Regions from separate parts of the Mus musculus genome. Here region 2 is linked to region 1. A link is a contact called in public Hi-C data. All regions are on one chromosome and are shown on one strand. The core of a region is the stretch at or near the end of the contact, and the rest is flanking DNA. Distances in the headings are between cores, read along the strand shown. Region 1 holds the start of 6530411M01Rik (RIKEN cDNA 6530411M01 gene). Region 2 overlaps Prkn (parkin RBR E3 ubiquitin protein ligase).

Region 1 (7,168 bases), core at 2,151-4,650:
ACCCAATGACAGACAGCTCTATCAGAAATCCCATCCAAGCATGGTGATGACTCAGCAAAGCTTAAACCCTCCATCTCTTAACAGGATATGATGAGCTGCCACACAGGCCCGAACCTCATTGGCAGTCTTTACTGCTTATGAAACCTGGGAGGGAAAGGGGGCCTTGTGACTCTGCAAAGCTTCAGAGACTTCCTGAGTGCTAAGCAGCCTCCGCTTAGAGCATTCCTAGTCGGAACGAGCTTCTCTCCTGGATGGAATGTTTCATCCCGGAGGTCACTGAGACTCAACAGACTCAGACAATTGTCTTCTCGCCATCCCTCTGTTGTGGATGCTGTCATGTGATTAGAACATGCCTCCTAGCTCACTGTGTAGCTAGGAGTCTCATGGTCTTTACAACCTGCTTGCAACTTGAGATGACCATCATGAAAGGTAGATCTGGAAATATTACTGTCCTATTTTGAGTGGCAGGCCTAAAATCATGAATCATATATGTATACACACACACACACACACACACACACACGTATATATATCTTTTATAAGCAAGGGTATATTTACATGTTAAGATTCACAGATACTTCATATATGTATGTATTAATTCTATTTTATATAGGTATTACTTATATATTTATTTTGTATATCAACATTTTTAGGAGGAAAGTGAATTATAAGAGATGTAGATCAATATAAGTTTTATATATGTTAAGCTGAACATAAAGTCTGTAGTCTCGCTCCTTTTCTTTTCTTTTCTTCTTCTCTTTTTTTATTGACTAAGTTATTTATTCACTTTATATCCTGATCACCGCTTTCCTCCCTCCTTTCCTCTTAGTCCCTTTCTCTCCCCTCCTCTCCCCCACCATCCCTTCTCCCTTTCTCTCCAGAAAATGGGAGGCCTTCCATGGACATCAAACAGCCTCAGTCTATCAAGAGGGTTTGCAGTAAGTCTAGGCGCACCCTCTTCCATTGAGGCAGCCCAGTCAGAGGAAAGGCATCCAAAGACAGGCAATGTATTCAGAGATAGACCCTGCTCCTGCATTAGGAGTTCCAACATGAAGACCCAGCTACACAATAGTTACATACATGTAGGGAGCCTAAGTCCACCCCATACATACTCTCTGGTTGGCAGTTTAGTCTCCACGAGCCCCAGTGGGCCCAGGTGAGTTCACTCTGTAGGTTTTCTTGTTCAACCTGACATTTCTATTAGTGATTCTCAGAGGTGGCCTAATTTGATGGCTGAACACAGTTTGGATCCAAACACATCCTGGAGCAAAGTTGTAACTAAAAGTGCAAGCTGAACAGCCTGAGCCTCCATCCCTCCTTTTCCTGGCAGTGACAAGGTCTGTGATGTGTGCCAGGCACCATGGAATGAGTAAGACACCGGCAGAGCTTGGTGTTAACACTGTCTGCTATGACCTACCACTTTTATGTTTGTTTCTTTATTGTTCTTTGAGTTCTATCATATTTGACTTCACTTTCAAAACATTAGTGAACCCAGCAGAGCACACACTTCCCAGAGCCTCTGAGTTTTGCTCTGTTTTCTAGGATTTCTTGATCCACAGTCATCACAGCGGGGCTCCATTCCTGTTTCTTCCCATCATGGAGAACAGGGAGAGCTTATTTTTCTCTATAAATTATTTTTTTTTCTAAATCAAATCTACAAAGATTAAAAGATGTAATGAACATTAATAGCGGTTCAGCGCGTCAGTGTTTTATAGTCTGGGGACGGTCAAATTATTTGTTTATCTTTTGCTGCTGTGTTGTTTGGTTTTCAAACATGGTCTCAAATCTTAAAACAGACTAACCTGAAAGTTACTGGTCATCCAGGCTGACCTTTAACTGTGAGGCATTCACTTCTCTTAACTGGGTGAGTCCTGGAATTACCACGAGGCTTGTATCACCATGCTTACTCCATTCATTTTGTGAAAGCATTTTGATTATACATATACAACACACTCACACATACAGAACACACACATCTATATACATATATACACACATGTAAGTATGTGTATATATATTCATATACACATACACATATTAACCATTATGGTATTAATACAGGTGCTATCATTTCTACTGCTGAGAACGGAGCCCAGAAAAATATGAATATAGACCAATATTAAAATATAGATAAACTTATTATCCTTATATCTAAATATTATCTACACATACACATTCACACATGCACACTACTCCATAAGAAATGGCAGCCATTTAAAGGTAATATGTGAGATGCTTTATGAAAAAATATAGACACAGCCCATGCATCAACATTCCTCATACATGTATATGTACATAATCAAGGAGTTTACGTGAAAAATGCAAAATACAGAAAATACTGCTCTGGGTGGGTTTCATCTAGAATCCTTTTGCGTTCACACATTTCTCTAATTTCACATCGTATGATTCTGATAACAAAACAAAGGATAGACTCATTTCAGAAGCACCATTTTAGAAAAAGGTCATCTGCTCTGATAATTCTGTTCAGAAATGAACGGGGTCGGGGGTTTGGGGGTGTGGCCCACATGACACATTTCTAGGGCTCTTTTGTGCTTGATTTTGTCCCTCTGAGACAGCACAGTGGGCAGAGGAGCCCAAAGGGAACAGGCACAGCACACTCAGAGTTCCCCTCCCCCACTTTGCTCTCTGAAACTCTGCAGCCAACCTTATTGAATTCCTCGTAGCGATCCTGCCCAGTGCCCCGCTGTGGCCCAGCTGCTTTCCGGCACCCTCTCTGATAACAGAGAGAGGGCGCCCCACACCTGCTTCTGAGACTGGCTCCTTAGGGATGTTACTGTTGCCTCCTGGATCCTGTGCATGCTTGAGAAGGATCCCCGGAACGAGACATTATTATTTTCTCTTTTCTTCGCGGAAAAGAGGCTAAAAATAGGCACAGAAGCACCTTACAGCCTCCAGGCTAGTGGCTGGAAAGTCACCGTTCAGAGGTTAACGCGCCAGCATTAAGACAAAGTAAAGTAGCGAGCGCTCGCGATGTCACGGACTTGCAGAGTAAATAGGGGAGACAGGCTGCTCTGACGTGCTGAATTTATGAACTTTACTGTTCTGCTCCACCCAGAGCGCTCCCCTGCACTCATGGGATGCTGTTGCTGCATTTGCAAGCCACTGTCTCTTTCACCTCTGAGGCGCTGCATTTGCAAGCCACTGTCTTTCACCTCTGAGGCCTGGGAACCACAGCTCCCCTGGGGTCGCTCCTTGCATGGCTTCCGGAGCCTCCAGGGATCTTCAGGTCTCTCCAGGAACAATGCTGTGAGCCCGAAACTGCATTGTCTCAGCCGGATGTTTTGAGGAGGATCCAGGGCACGTTTGCCAGCTTCTAAACAGCATAGCACAACAGCCCCGCTTCTGTGAGTCTCTGCTTTGTGAATCTGCTTTCTGGACTTGTCCTTGCTCAGCACCCAAATTAGCTTAACAAGCTACGGAAATCTCAGCTCGACCTGGAGGCAGCAGTGGCAAGACAGAAACAGAGCTCCGAATCAATTGGCCAGAGGCGTGGGGGGTGGGGGAAGACAAAAGAAACATTGTGTCAAATTTATTTTCTGTACTCTTGGGATTGCAAGGAGAGCCTGAAAATGCTCACAGCGAGAGTGACTAGGGCCGGCTTGGATTTTTAGCTAAAATAAACCATATTCATGTCAAACTGCAAAGGGCACATTGGTTTACCGCGCGAGGGCAAAGAAGACAAACGGCGAAGTAGCGGCATCAAATAATGATCTGAAATTTACCACGGGTTCGCTCGGTACATCCTTCCCTAACTCGTGTATATTTCATTTAAATGTATCCATCAGTTTAAATAGGGCACTAGGTCCGTCCCGCCCTCCACCTGTGCTCTCAATGTTTCTCTGCGTGTCTGCCAGTTTGTGGGATGCCTGCAGCTAAGATGAATCAGAATACAAAGAGAGGGCTGACAGGTTCGTGTATGCCCAAGGTGAGCTGTGACCTAAAATGAGACTAGTTCTAAGGAAAGATGGATCACATGTGTCATGCATGCTGGACCAGCAGATGGCAGCAGAGCTCTGGGCTCCCACCACAGTGAAACTCCGTTCCCTCATCAGAGTGGTCCTATGTGCCCTCTGTGTCACTGACCCCAGAACAACATCTTTGATTTATAATCATACATGACTAGCATCTATCCCTTTTACTACAAATCTATGACATTAATTCAGAGGTCACCATTCTCTGAATGGGACATCCTGCTTACATAAAAAAGAAAAATAAAGTTTAAAGGCGTGGGGGAAATCACAGAACAAAATAGGGGGTATGTGTGTTTCCCCCGTCTTTGAGCTTCTTAGTCTATATTACCCCACAACCAAAACACAATATGTTGGTTGAAAGTGTTTTTTTTGCAACTAGTTCCTAGCATGAGGAAGCATAAGCCTTTAATTTCATCATCTGGGAAACAGAGACAGGAAGATGTCTGTGAGCTCAAGGCCAGCCTGGTTTGCATAATGAGTTCTGGGTCAGCCAGGTACAAAATGAGACCCTGTCTAACAACAAACAAACAAACAAACAACTCTTGCTTGGTTGACCATTCACAATCTCCCCATATTTAATAAAAATTTACCCCCAGAACTATTTTGAAATACCCTCTAACATAATATGATTAGAGATAGTGCCCAGAGCCAAATTTCACTTTGTCCTTAAAACCGCAGTCAGAGATTCTCCAGGTCTTCCCAGCTGTATTTTAATGGTTTAATGATTTTTCAAAGTAGAGGAGTTTGGGAAATTATAGGATTTAACAAATTGATGGCAGTTGGCCTTGTACAGGTTTAATTAAATTAGGGTTTAATTGACGAGATGGAAAGGGGTGGTGGGATTTTTCTCATCAGCATTCCGGGAGCATCAATGAAGATCTGCCTTGCCAGAAAGAGTGTCATAACCTCCCGAGACACTAGATGGTGCTGCAGAGTCACTATGGAATTTCTATTACCGGTTTTTAAGACTCTTTGATCCTACGTTATTATTTTTTTTCCTGCTTTCTGAAGAGCTTGCATCAGAAAACACACCAAAAAAGAGCAGATATTTTTAAAAACGCAGTATTGTCAATGGAATCGTGGAAATTGACGCCCGAGAAAGACGAGATAGGCATGCTTCTGCGTGTTTAAATTTAGATTCCATATTTAGATTAATCTTCAACCAAGTATAACAGTCTAAAGAGTCCTGGAAATACTTAATGGCCTTTTGCTGTGGCATTAATGAATTGCATGAAATTGAAATAAGATTTGCTTGGACGCTACCATCCGGTGGAAGAAGGCGCAGTTTGTCCTAAATAGATGTTGAACGCATTTCACCAGTGTGGTCTGCTGTGGAATATGCTGGGTGTGTGTGCCTCGTCATCCCCCTTTAATGGACAAACAGATCCTAGTGCAAAGCAAGGGGTTTAAAGCCAGATGCACAGCTCTGCGCCAATGCACACATGGACCAGGTTTCCTCTGTCATTCACTCCCTTGACTTGACATATAGACTATTTTAAAAGTGTGCCTATGCCTGGCTGTAACCGAGTAGTTGAGACAGCCCTCCCTACGCCTGTATTAAGCAATGAAGTGGGAGGCAATAGATGAGGAATGTGATTGAGACTGGCTGACTTTTTATAGGAAATTTCCTGTGTCTATTTACAGAGACATTATCAGTGAGAAAGAGGTTCTTCCCAATAAATTACAAGCTGTGGGCCCTGAGGAAAGGGGCTTCCTGTTTTAACACTATTCAGTGCACCCTGAGTGACAGCCATCTAGACTGACTTAGGCAAGGCACAGTGAGCATGGGTGGTATCTAACAAGGGCTGCTTAAACTCTTCTTCCAGCCTCCTGATTTCATTGCTCTCAGCTCACCTCCCCATCAGCCTCCAAGTCTCCCTTTCCATTCAGGGAGCATCACGGGCTTGCTTTCTTTCCAAGGTTCATATACATTTGCACACAATATACATAGCACCACTGTCTGCAGCTCCCGCTGGGGAAACATTGCATCACGCAGTCTGACTCTAACCCACACACAATTCCTCGTCAAAAGACGTGGTTTCCAGATTACCAATGAAAACATCAAGATTCCAAGAGTGTAAGCAACCTGTCCATGGTATCGAAGACACAAATAACAAGATAAATAAAATCCTCACCCCATCTGATTCTTAATCTTGTGCTGCTAACAGCTGTCAGAGGCCTCATTATAGCGCTTGAAAATCAACTCTACCAAAGAGCATGATAGCAAAAGTTTAGCAAGCCAAAACACCTTGCCTGGATCCAGCTTCCCCCTTCTGTCTATTATGCTTGCTCTGTGTGGCTGATCTACAAGTGCTTTTTGGGGTGGGGTAGGGTGGGGTGGGGGGAGCTTCAAGCCTAGAGAAGAAACCTTTTAGTATGACTTAGAATGTCAGTGATATGTTTGCGTACCAAGAAAGCCCTGAACACGTGTTTTGTTCACCTAGAAGTTTCCTATACATCGTTATGGTTATTTTTCTAAGATGTGTGTGTGTGTGTGTGTGTGTGTGTGTGTGTGTGTGTGTGTGTGCGTGCGTGCGCGCACGCATGTATGTGCGAGCGTGTGTGTATGTTCCGGAGAATATACAACAGGTTCTGTTCCTGACCCTGCAGGCATGGAACGCTGAATCTGACCAGATCAAGGCCAATGGCCCAGGAATCCATGATGGTAGCACCTGGGATCAGCTGCCATCCAGTAGTAGAACTAGGATCTATCCTATACACTCTGACTTAGACTTTACTTATGCCCAGTCCTGGATTGACCCTGATACCACCAGGCTAAAAGGTCTTGGTAGTTCTTAGGTCAGCACCCATCTGCTAGCCTAAAGGAAAGTTTCTGAGATACAGAATACATCCCACTCGGGGCTGAGCAAGTGCCTATAGCCTGCACTTTAGGTCTGCACAGTATCAGTCCAGAGTTGTCCTCAAACACCATCTAGCTTGTGTGAACTCAAGCTCAACACCTGATTGGTGTTGGTATAAACCTTGCAGCCTCACAGTCCTGCAGATTCATGTTGTTGTAAGACTTGGGTCAAGGCTGTCCTAATAAACTCAAGAGCTGATCAGACCCTTATGTTTCTGGCTCTAAGACCAAAGACCCAGATTCTAGGCTTCCCCTTATATGGTCTAGGACAACCAAAAAGGCCTTGGTGACAGACCAGATTATATGGGCCAAGAAA
Region 2 (6,888 bases), core at 3,537-6,036, 2.5 Mb after region 1:
GAAGCTGAAACAAGGCCAGCCCTTTATGGGTCCCTAATGGCCCTATGGCTACTCTGCCACAGTGCAAGATACTGCTATGTTGGTTGGGGACATCTTGAAACACAATGCCCCTGTTTCTTCCTCTTGTCTACTTGCTGTTGTTGGGCTTCTGTTCCTTTTTTAAGTCCAGAGAGGTGTGTTTTCCACTTACCTGTGGACTCAAAGGCCTGCCTCAAAAATAAATAATGACTCACTACAATGCCAAAGGTTAAAATTGCTATAAAGCATATTTCTCATATTAAAAAAATCTAGTGGAATTTTCTGGAAGGAATCCAAAAGGCTCCTGACAGAACTAGGGCTTTAGATGTCTGTCTCCTTCCATCACACCTCAGTCCCTGCTCCTCTGGTACCAGCAGAGAGCACAACCATAGTACCAGGCCTCTGGCTTGCCTTTGAATCTCTGGGTCAGTCACCATAGGATGTTATCCCGATGACATCATCACTACCTACCACCCAAGAACCAGAGATGACCCCAGCAGCCTGCTTTCCAGAGGGAATCCTGGTAGAATTAGCACAGGGACAAGTGTATGTTGAGATTGAGGTTGCAAATTGGGGGTGCTGGAAGCTAGATTAGCTGCAGGCTCCATATTGATATGAATCAGTACCAACCTCCTCCCCTGCTTCTTCTGCACAGGGATTGGCACCCTATGCTCCTAACAACCTGCCTCTTTGTGCACGCCTCACTTCCCTTCTGTAAATGGGCCATTCTGAAAGTTATTAGGCAGCAGCTTACTTCTAAAAAACTTTCTTACAGCAGGAAAGTCACTGGCTGCACACAGGGCTGTGTCCACAGTGCCATGCCCTTCAGAACTTGGGGAAACATTGACCAGAGACCCCAGGAAGGATGCAGGCCTCTTGGCCCTCAAACTCCTTCTGATGCTCTGATGGCCTCTTGGGCTTCCTGGCTTTAGGAAAGGGGTTGGTATTGTAGGGGGGTTGGTTCCAGGTTGGTATGGGGGGCTTCTTCTCATTCATCCCGTGGTTCGTCAGTTCAATGACTTACTAGTACTTGATAGACTCTGAATTGTCTAGGAACTGATTTCTAGCCAACACTCTGTGATCTAAGGCACTCATCTCATTAAACTTCCAGCAGACAGTGGGGTGAAGACGGCAGTGGCAATGCCCTGTGCATGGAAGGAGGGACACAGGCAGACACTTCACTCTCCACCACTCACTCCTCACCAGTTCATTCACACATTTTGCTCTCTCTCTCTCTCTCTCTCTCTCTCTCTCTCTCTCTCTCTCTCTCTCTCTCTCTCTCTCTTTCTCTCTCTCTTACTACGACTACGACTACGACTACGACTACGACTACGACTACGACTACGACTACGACTACGACTACTACTGGAGGGATTCTGCCTAGCCGGTTGGGAGCAAGGATGCTACTGTCCATCCTTCGGATTTCTGGATGTGCAGAGCAAGGGATTATGGGATTATGCCATCCCAACTGCTGTGGGTGAGACCCCCTACTCCAGGATGGCATATGTGAGGATGTCGCTTTGTGAATACAGACACCACAAGGTAAAGTGTGTGCCTTTGAAAGTCAAATTCTCCTACTCTCAGGAATTGATCCTTCAGTGCACAAAAAGCAGCCATTTTCTCTTATGGCTATTTTTTTCTCCATAAAGCACTTGTTTAAAAAAAAAATTATGTTACACCCCATACAACTGTTTTTGTTGTTGTTTTCTTTTGGTTTTAATCTTTGATTTTAAATGCAGTAAAGGGTTGCCCTAACTTTAAAAATCTAAAAAACTCTGAAATTAAATTTGGGGACACTGACCTGAGGCAAATAACTCAACACTATAAAACTTCTGCAGCAGAAAAGGCCTCTGCCCTCACCAACATTTCAGGTAGACTCTGGATTGTCTAGGAACTAATTTTTTAGCCAACATTGTGTAATCTAAGGCACTCATCTCATTAAACTTCCAACAGACAGTGGGGTAGGGATGGCATCGGTAGGTAATGTCCTGAGCATGGGAGCCTTTTTTTTTTTTCTACTTGAGATATTGGACCAGAAAGTCCTACACAGCAGAAAGCTCAGCCATGTGTGAACATGGCTAAGGATTCCAGGCCAATGGCTGCCTACTGGGGTGCAATAAATGCTTTGATGTAGTTCCCAGGTGTGTTCTTGGAATGTACTATTGACAGTGTTGTGACCAGAAACCTTCCCAGAGGAAGCACTGACCAGGGACAGCTGTAGATCTAGGCTGGGCTGAGAGAGAGCCTTGATGGGAACCGCCTCCTCCAATCCCTTCCCCTCTTCTTTTCCTCCCTCCAACTGTTCTCCCACACCTGATGTCTCCTTGCCTTGACCCATCGCTTCAAAGTTCTCAGCAAGGCACCAGGCTAGTTGCATCACCTACAAGCCATGATTAAGACAGTCAACCCACTTTCAACTTCATTTCTACTTAAATTTGCCACACACAAGCTAGACAGCAGAAGTCCCCAAAACTCAAGAGCAGAAATGCACTGGTGTTCTGAAGAGCAGGAACCCCGGTGGACCCTGGGACTTCCGTACCAGTAGCCTACAGCGAGGCGGGTGCCCAGGCCCAGTGCAAGAGAGTGGTAATCCTTCCCTCTGTCACTGTCATTTTGCCAAAGTAAGGAGGGAGCAGATCATCTGTAATCACCCACCGTGTCACAGGTACTTAGAAATATATCTGAGTGAAGCTTTTCTGTCTATTCCACTGTATCTGGTACTGAGGCTGTGAGTGGAAGTTAATGGCTACTTGTATGTTTCTGTAGCCATTTATATCTCCTGGTTAAAGCTGGGTACACAGGAGGCCGAACTCATGGATTCAGCCTATTAGCATCTCTGTCTCTAGAATGTCAGTACCATACTGTCACTACTATACAGAGCCAATGTTTTCTGTTGTTAGAGAGTCTTTGTAAAGTGAATGAACTGGGTCCCCGAGACTAGCCAGTGTCTGGCTTTGCTGTAGCCTGGGAGCACAGTCACAGCAGGCTTTGGTAACTTTGTCAGGATTTCCCAGGCTGCTTTTCTTTGATCTCTTTAATGTGCTAGATACCATTAGGAGTCTGTGGGCAAAGCAAGAACAGAGACCGCATTTATGCTGCAGACAGCAGACACATGCCTATGATTGACATTTGATATCCCATGATTATTGCGGTCTTACAATAGTCAGAATGAACCTAAGTCCCCATGGATGGATGTTTAAAGTGGGGGAAATGTGCTCCATATACACAACAGGAAACTATGTTTAAATAGTTTAGACATAGGAAGCAGTGGCCCTGTAATTTATAGGAACACAGGTAACCTTGGAGAGATAATCCAGGCATAGCAAAGGAAATACTGCGAGGGCTCACTTAAACATGTGGACTCTGTAAAAAGACATGCTCATCTGGAGAAGCAGGGCAACCAGAGGGTAAGGATCAGAGCACATATGACATGTGAATTAGACAGGAATAATAACTTCAAGAGCTCTGTCATATAACATGGTGACTATACTTACTAAAAATAGGACATGCTGGAAGGCTGGTAAGGGAACAGATTTTAAGTCTCTTTGCCATAAATGGAGATAAAAACTACGGTAGGTCATGAATATGCTAATTAACTTGATTCAGCAGTTCCACAGTATCTACACAGCTCAAAATGTCATATTGCATATCATCATAAACTGATACTATTTTTATTTACCGACCTTAAACATAACAAAAGAGAATATGTATAATAAATACTTCTTAAAAGATGAAAGTAATAGAAGAAAATGGCTTGGTTCAAGAGTCAGTGTCCCCATGAGACTTTGCCGCTAGTAAGATAAAGACACTGCCGTGGTACAAATGAGTCTGTGGACAGATGTCATGCCTTGATCTCAATAAACCTAGAGACAAGAACAGGTTCCTACAACTCACGTAGGAATGACTCTTTGTGACCCTAGAAGACGAGGTAAGGAACAGCAGCCTGCCCCCATGGCTGTGAAGGGCAACGAGGAGCTTGTGATGGCAGTCAACAGATTACCAGCATAGTCAAAGCAGGTCCCTCCATTCTCATGCTCCTTACCTAGTGCTGGCCCATTGGGGGAACCCCTTTTCCTTATTCTAAAGCACCTTGAAAACAATGTTGTTTGCATGTTGCTCTTGAGATAACTGGCCCCCTTTCCATTGCATCATAATGATAAGATGTGAGAAGAGTTGCAGGGGTGTTAAGGGCCCTCCTCTTTCTGGAGCTGGGGAGTTATTATTTCAGATGGAAACAGTTCAGCCACAGAACATCCATTAGTCAGGCTGCCAGCGTGTTGTGGCCACAATATCCATGTGGTAACCATCCCAACTTACTTCTTGTCCGCAGACCCCTCCTCATAAGCTGCATGCATCAGGCCTACACCCTGCTGCAGGCTGCATTCCCATCTCGGTGGGTGTGATGCTCAACCTTGATTATCAGATTGATGTAATTTAGCGTCACTATGGAAACAAACCTCTGGGCACGTCTTGATTGGACTAATTGAGGTAGGAAAACGCATCCTTGGTGTGAAGAGAATCCTAATCCTTCCATGGTGGAGGATGGAGGACATCCCAAGATGGATGAAAAGGAAAAGCTGGCTGAGGACCAACATTTATCACTCCCTGCATCCTGAGTATATAATGTAACTGGATGCCCCATGTTCCTGCCACCACTCTGGCTCCACCAGGATGGACTGCCCCTCCAACTGTGATCCAAGAGAACCCTTCCTTGCTTAAGGATTTTTTTGTCAGAGCATCACCGAAAGCAGCTCACTGCGTGAGTCATATCACTGCACTCCAAGTGAAAGCAAGGTGGCACTCTGCCACTCACACAGGCTCACGAGAGGGGTTGCAGGTGAGAGTGGAGCAGAAGTCTTCCCGTTTGGAGTGTCCTCTTCCAGTCATGCATCCCAGCATGACTTTCTCTTCCCACCCTGCTCCACGCATCCATCCCTACATGCCTCTGTGTTTAATGGATGCTGTCAGAAAGGCTACCAAGCAAATATGTTTAGTGTCTTTGGGAATGGAAGTTATGAGTTAAGGCTTCTGCCAGATTCAATCTTGGTCTGGGCATGATTGGAAAATGTGTGTTGTGGCCATCTGTCTAGAACTGACTGGGTGGAACGCTGAGACTTGCCACATCTGAGACAGGGTGGCAATCACATTTCATGGAAGAAAAATGGCAGTGAGCAAAACATGGGTGCAGACACCCACAAATTGAACTGTTAGGAGCCTTCACTCTCGAATTTGTACAGTAATGGGTTTTCCGCAAGAATGAACAGAATTGCCTTAGTTTTCCCCCTGCACTCTCAGTGTGTGCAAGTCTTCATTTATTTAAATACATGCATATGCCGTGTGTTCTCCACAGCCTCACCCACATTTGCCTTATCTAAACAGAGTCAATTTTTAGATTTTCATTTTCCAAGTTAAAAATCTTATTTTAATTTGGTTTTCTCTTCTTTTGAACTCCACTTGAAATATGATTTTTGCTACCATTTAACACATTTCCATTGATTTTTCTCTTAACTCCTTGTATTGAGTTTCAGAGCGGTGCCACAGGTCACTCAGCACCACCATGTTTTGAAGTAGACACCATGACAATGATAACAACTTTGGTTTCAGGTGCCTCCTCGCTCATAGATCACCAGAAAGCGTTTACATCAATCAATTGGCTCACACTTTACCCAGAGTGCTCTGGGGAGCAGAGCCTTAGGCTAGAATGAATAGTGCTGACACTGTTTGGGAACTGAAAGCCCAGGGTGGCTAGGGTGAAAAATAAAGAGGAATTAAAGCCAGAAGAAATGATAAGCAATCTGCTGCATTCCTGCAGGCTGCAGCTTGGGGGGCGGGGGTGGGAATGAAAGAAGCACAGCTGTCCTCTTAGCAGGGCATTTGTGTGGCACGCATTGAGGGGAATGTGCAAAGGAAAAGACTCCACTAGGTTCCCTTCTTGGAAAGGAGCTATCCTTGCTGTCTGGTAACTATGTGCTCCTGGGAGATTGACACCCCACATGCCAGGCAGGAGCACCCAAGTTTTTTGCAAAGGCTACAGAGACAAAATCCCACTGAGCCTATGACAGTTCACTCAAGCTTGCAAGGCAGACAAGAGGACAGACAGTCCCTGCTGGACTGCACATAGAGGACAACAGAAACCATGCCACCCAAGTCTAGCTTGTTGAAGCAAAGCATGTATTGGGGTTCCTTACGGAAATGAGAAGAATGAGTGGGTCCTCATGGGAGTAAGCGTTGGCTATTACTTATAGAAGCTTGGTAAGGAGTTCGTCACAGCAGCCTGGGTGTGAGGAGTGGGGAGGGGGAAGAGTGTTTCCTCACAGCCCTGGGTGGTGGGCTCCTCACTGCAGTGTGGAGCTTTGCCATCACACACTCACTGTAGTGCTGCTGCAGGTCTCTGTTCTTTGAGCATATGCAGGACTACTGGTAGATTCTATTTCAAGTAACTGCAGTTGGGAAAAGAAAAGGTGCATGTAGTATGTTCGGGTCTGTGTACATCATGATATTGCATAAGCTCTTACCCAAAATGAGGCTCCATCTGTCAAGGAGTTCATGAGAATCCCATCCTCTGTGACTTACACATCTGAAGACTAGAGGAACTGCACACACACACAGGAAGAAAAGAAAGAATGATATAAAGCCAAAGTAAGTATCCAATTTCCAGCCCTTAAATACACACAATGACTCACAATGATTTGACGAATGTCACTCAGCACCAGGCATATGTGGGAGGGCAGAAGCAGCAGTTTGACTACCGGGGAACCAGACATCTCTCTGTGTGCGGTATTCTATTAATTATTTTACTAACATTATGATAAGTACATGTTCCCAAAGCATTTATAATTCAGAAGTTTATTTCAATGTTTCCTTCAGTGT

Evidence for each region. Hi-C and Micro-C count contacts between places; a contact is called where the count stands out from the background.
Region 2: a contact with region 1 is called in a Hi-C map of cortical neurons, with 5 times the contacts expected there. The contact joins the enhancer-like site here to the promoter of 6530411M01Rik in region 1. A contact is called at or near these places in 1 of 39 promoter capture datasets (the 3T3-L1 cell line), 31 of 484 Hi-C or Micro-C datasets (B cells, DN3 thymocytes, the G1E-ER4 cell line and 22 more) and 6 of 115 datasets of contacts at active chromatin or transcription factors (SST interneurons, astrocytes, embryonic forebrain and 3 more).

What each region holds. Positions count from the first base shown.
Region 1 is chr17:9,164,622-9,171,789 of GRCm38.p6, forward strand. 6530411M01Rik (RIKEN cDNA 6530411M01 gene) reads right to left here and starts at 3,401. Exons shown (of 3, transcript NR_027881.1): 1 at 2,666-3,401. It overlaps Gm52287 (a long non-coding RNA gene), which reads left to right. Exons shown (of 2, transcript XR_003952250.1): 2 at 85-5,254.
Region 2 is chr17:11,614,260-11,621,147 of GRCm38.p6, forward strand. All of the region lies in intron 6 of Prkn (parkin RBR E3 ubiquitin protein ligase), which reads left to right. Among named protein-coding and RNA genes, the nearest start is that of Gm41525, 47 kb to the right of the region's middle. Within about 2 kb of position 4,787, at least 16 of the 459 cell types and tissues checked have an H3K27ac peak or open chromatin away from gene starts, as enhancers often do. A contact at or near this core is called in SST interneurons, cerebral cortex, cortical neurons and 1 more, where this site is marked.